Linked DNA regions of Gossypium hirsutum: region 2 is linked to region 1. A link is a contact called in public Hi-C data. All regions are on one chromosome and are shown on one strand. The core of a region is the stretch at or near the end of the contact, and the rest is flanking DNA. Distances in the headings are between cores, read along the strand shown. Region 1 holds the start of LOC107957451 (potassium transporter 2). Region 2 holds the start of LOC107904445 (G-type lectin S-receptor-like serine/threonine-protein kinase At5g24080).

The links. Hi-C and Micro-C count contacts between places; a contact is called where the count stands out from the background.
Region 2: a contact with region 1 is called in a Hi-C map of leaf, with 2.6 times the contacts expected there. The contact joins the promoter of LOC107904445 here to the promoter of LOC107957451 in region 1. A contact is called at or near these places in 2 of 34 Hi-C or Micro-C datasets (hypocotyl and leaf).

The regions. Positions count from the first base shown.
Region 1 is chrA05:32,768,181-32,770,880 of Gossypium_hirsutum_v2.1, reverse strand. It overlaps LOC107957451 (potassium transporter 2), which reads left to right and starts at 1,295. Exons shown (of 10, transcript XM_016892969.2): 1 at 1,295-1,733.
Region 2 is chrA05:33,032,008-33,034,707 of Gossypium_hirsutum_v2.1, reverse strand. LOC107904445 (G-type lectin S-receptor-like serine/threonine-protein kinase At5g24080) reads right to left here and starts at 1,363. Exons shown (of 2, transcript XM_016830833.2): 1 at 936-1,363; 2 at 1-849. The coding sequence starts at 966.

The DNA.
Region 1 (2,700 bases), core at 46-2,545:
AAATTTTTTGCATTTTATAACTTCATTAAAAAGTAGATATTAGTTATTATTGTTAAAATTATTTTATATTCATAATTAAAATTAAATTTTGACTACTAACTAAAATAGGAAATATTTTTATTATCTCATTTAACTCTCATCATTTAAACTTATCTTTTTTATTTCATTTTTGTACTTGAAAAGTTTTATATACTATGGTTTTGCTAATGCTTGAATTTTATATTATTGTGAATTCCATTAAGCTCAGGGAAGGGCCATACAGCACCAATATAATACTAGTTGAAACTTCTAGAAGTGGCAATCAAGAAGGATAAAATAAGCTGCTTCTTTTTTTTTCATTTGGTTAAGATGCTAATAATTTATATACCTACATATAAATGACAAACATTTATTATATTTTTTAAATTTGAGGATATAAATGGAAAGTAAATAACTTTTCTAAGGCTGACACGTTGCACACACACCATACTTCGTTTTTTCTTTCTCCATTTTATAAAAATAGTTAATTTGTAATTTTAATTTTTAATACGCTTAAATTTAAGATTTAATCATTTTATGTTAATGATATTATTAATTAATTCATATAATTACTATTCAATTAAAATGTTACGTGGTTATAATTTGAAAATAAATTTTTAAATTTAAAAAATAAAAATTAAATTATTAAAAAAAAATAAGACTAAATTCTAAACGTACAATGTGTATGTATACTTAGAGTTGTAATTCTTTGAACCGAACTGAACCTATCGGGGCATCGGTCTAGAAAGAAGCATCAAACCAATTGACTCACGAATTGATACAATTTAATTGAAGTAGTTTTTTTTAAATAATTTATTATTTTTTAAATAATTTATTTAATCAAATCCTATGAATTAGGGTTTAACTCACTCTATTTTTTTATCAATTAATATTTAATACATATTCAATCACCATTCACAAATTGATTTTTACATTAAATAGATGAGTTCTACATGAATATTACACATAATGAAAATTATTGCATTGAATATTAATGAATAAAAATAATAATAAAATGGGTTTTAACCCATAAATCAATGGCATAATAATTTGATTATCAATCCTACAAAAATTACTTAAAATATATTTTAATTTTTAAATTTTTTACTTAAAATATATTTTAATTTTTAAATTTTTGTCTCTTCTTATCTGTAATACATTTTAACGCATTTAAATTTATAACTTTAATGTAAATCGAATTAATACTCAATTCATCAATTTTCACATTTTTAGCGAATATATCAACCTACAAACATGGAACGGCCAAGTTTACGTTTAAAGTGATGAACATAAGTTACATGACATGAAAGGACAAAAGTCTAAAGGCTATATTTGACAAGCTTGCCAATATTCCCGCTCACGATAATCTCCTTATATTATTTCTTCATTAAAAAATCATGCTCCATCAATCCATTTTCATGGGATCAAATTATCTATAGCTTCTCTCCACGTTCTCTAATCCAATTTTGATTCTGTTTTACTGAACAATGTTCGTATTGTCGGTTGAAACCTTCAAGTCTGTGTTCATTTGATCTTCAAATCCATCCAAAAGAGCATCATTTCATCTCATAAAATTCAGATCCTTTCACATGCTTATAGTTTTGCACATATCAGCTACCATAAATGGAAGTTCCAAGCTTGTGTAGAGTCTAGAGCTAAATGCAACGAGGTTTCCACTTGGTGGCCATTGGAATTTGCCAGAAAAAAGGACTGGGGTAAGTTTCTCTATATCTATTTAGTTGTAGTTGTTTCAGTAAAAGGTTAAAGGGGATGGTTTTTTCAGCAAAGTTTGTAACTTAAATGGGTTTTGTCTATCTATCTATCAATCATCTACGGGTGCTACAGCTGTTTCCAGAATGAAGTTTAGTATTGATAAAAGAAATAGATAGGGAGTCAGTAACAATTGTAGACACAGTAACAAGGACGAGGGATGATGTAATCAAAATGCCGGGTTTTTTTAATCTAAAAAGACAAAAGTGCATTTGGATTCATCTCATGGGGATTATTTGCAGCACATGGGGCTGCCCATCTTATGTTCATATAGTCTTCATTTACAATAAATAGGGTCTGTTAACAGTTCTGAATGGTCTAATGGAGAGGGGTAAATTGGTTTTGCCTTGTCTTCTTTCATTTATTTCTGAGTTACTACCAAACAAACTCCATTATTAAAGGAACTAATAATATAAGAGCAACTTTACCTTTCCTTTACTGCAAAAAAAAAAAATAAATAAAAAATCCGAGCTTTATCAAGCAAAAGAAAATGAAAGGTTTTACTAAGCTTCAGTTAGAAATCTGAGAAAGAGAAAGGTGTGGTCTTGTGGGGTATAAGTTAATTCATTGTATTTGGCTGTTGGTGGTGATATATCATTCTCTTCTAAATGCAACTGTAGTTGCATCACATGATTCTCTTATTTTGTTCTCTTTCTTGCCTGCACAAAACATTGGTTGGAAACTATTGCATTTGCTTCTATATTATAAAAATATATATGTATTACGCTTATATTGATTTTTTCTGATTGTTTGTATCTTCTGCTTCTTTGTCCATATGGGTTAATTCTGTAAGTGGGTTCAAAGTTTGGTTTTTTTTTTTTTTGGTTTAAAAATTGAGGAAGGATGAAGTATCAGTTTCTTCCACTCTTCATCAACCATAAAAATAATATTATGTAAAAGAAATGAGGGCCC
Region 2 (2,700 bases), core at 114-2,613, 260 kb before region 1:
TGTTCTTCCACACCCATCTCGGGAACCACTCTTGGCTCTCCGGAAGTTGGACGTTAAGGTTCCTCCGCCGGCCTATGATCTCAAACAATAGCATCCCAAAGCTATAAACATCACACTTGTGGGTTATTGGATATGGCATCCAAAGTTCCGGTGCTGCATACCCTGGAGTTCCTCGACCTCCTGTCATGCTCATATGAGTGTTTTCCCTGTTGCATAGCTTGGCCAAACCAAAATCAGCTACTTTGGGACAAAATTTTGAATCTAATAGAATGTTTTCAGGCTTTATGTCATAGTGAATGATTCGTTGTTGACATTCTTCATGCAAGTAACCAATTCCTTTCGCAGTTCCTACAGCAATTTCATGGAGTTTCTCGAATCCTAATTTCTTTTCTTGGGTAAATAAAAACCTGTCAAGTGAACCATTTGGCAGGTATTCGTAAACTAATGCCCTCAGGTTCTTGTCAAAGCAGAAGCCATAAAGTCGAACCAAGTTAAAATGATGAACTCTGCCTATTGTGCCCACTTCCGCCATGAATTGTTGCTCGATTCTTTTATCCGAGGTTCCATGGAGAACCTTGACAGCTACCATGGTTTCATTGCTGAGAACACCCTTGTATACAGCTCCGAAACCCCCTGAACCCAACAAAGTGGAGAAATTATCGGTGGCGATCCTTAGCTGGAGAGAGGTGAATCGGATTGGTTTCTCCTTTTCTATGTCGTTGAGGAATTGATTCATGGTTGCTGTTAGTTTCGGAAAGTGGAGAAGGGGAAGACGAACAATTTTCTTTTGATACCATCTAATACAACTGAGAAGGAACATTAAGACAAGAATCATGATGACCGCGATTACTGCAGATGGTTACAAGTGAATTTATGATCAGTTTGTTTCGACATATGGAAGAGGAAGAAGAAGAAGAAATTAATTAAAAGATTACCTATAGCTGTAATTCCTGAACTCGATGCCATTGATGATGATGAATAGAGATCGGAGATGGAACGAGAGAAGATGATGAAACGAACAATATCTTAGATGTCTAGCATTCGAAAGTAGAATTTTCCATGATGGAGTAATGGGTGAATGAAATGAAATTTCGACCAAGGAGATAAGATCAATTTTTCCATGCCTAAGATTGTTGACCAATTAATGCAGGCATTTAGAGCTGTGTTCGCCACGTAGACTGGACATAGATATAGCGATTTGCTTAATAAAATTTATATGTATATGATATTTAAAAATAGGAAATAATTCATATTAAGATGTTAAAAATTAATGTATTTAGGTATTAATAAAATTTCGTCACATTTTTAAATTTTAAAGACATAAAACGAATGTTTGCTTTTTAAAAGGGGTAAGTGAATTCTTAGGAGATATTTTGTGCCATATTCTTGGATTTAGTAGTGTGTAATCTTGGGAGCTATTTGGGAGTACCTTTGTTTCATGATAGAGTAACCAATAGCTCTTTGTGTTTTGTGGTGGATAAAGTTCAGAGTAAATTGCAGAGATGGGATGCAAGGTAGTTGTCTTTAGCTGATAGGGCCACCCTGGCGCAATTGGTCTTACTAGCTATTCCTAGCTATTTCATGCAATCAATGCTGATTCCTAAGGGTCTTTGTGAGAAAATCGAATGTATGGTGCGCCAGTTTGTTTGAGGGTCATCGAGTAATGGTAGGAAAGCGGCTTTGGTCAGTTAAGAAGGATGTATGTCAGCCTCGGGAGCATGACGATCTTGGTTTTTGAAAGTTACAAGACCATAACACTTTCTTCATTATGAAGTTGGGTTTTAGAATTGTGGCTAATTCTAAAGCTTTCTGGGCATAGGTGCTTCAAGCAAAGTACGGGGTAGTTGTTGGAATTCCAGAAACTCTGTCCCGCATTAGAGGCTCTTTTTTGTGGAGAGCCCTTACTAAGGTTTTGCCACTTATTCGGGAGAATTTGCTTTGACTAGTGAGGGATAAGGGAAATATCAGGTGTTGGTGTGATCCATAGGTTCCGAATGTATGCCTCTTGTTAATCTGATTCCCGGACATACTAGTCTTGATTTGGACTACTTGCTTATTGATATGGTTGCTGATGATGGTAATTGGAACCTTGATTTGTTTCGGCTGTGGTTGCCTAAGAGAATCATTCAAAAGATTATTGGGACACCCCTACATCACGCAACAGCAAGAGTTGACAGGATTATCTAGGGAGGAATGAGGAATTGGTTCCTTCTCTGTTAAAAGTGCCCATGGGAAAATTTGGGAATATTCCTGGAAATAGAATAAAGATGTCTAGAAGATCCCTTAGAAGTTCAAAATCCCCCAAAGGGTTAGATTTTTTGTTTGGCTAGTGCTCAAGCAGAGATTACTCACCAACACATAAAGAGTCTGTAGGAGCTTGTGTCATAGTTCGACGTATTGAGTTTGTGGTCATATTTCAGAAGATGTGTTGCATGCCATAAGGGATTGCACTGCAGCAGAGAAAATTTAGAACTTTTTAATCCCTACTGATAGACTTTGCAGGTTTTACCCTGGCAATCTACAAGAATGGCTCATTTCAAATTTGCAGAACCATTATGAAATTTGCTTTGGGGAGGTTGATTGGAAGTGTCTTTTTGGAATTATCATTTGGCGTATTCAGAAGAACTCCAATCTTTTCATCTTTCAGGGTGTGACTTGGAGCAATAATGATACTATTAAAGTCTCGTATTGTTGGGTCAA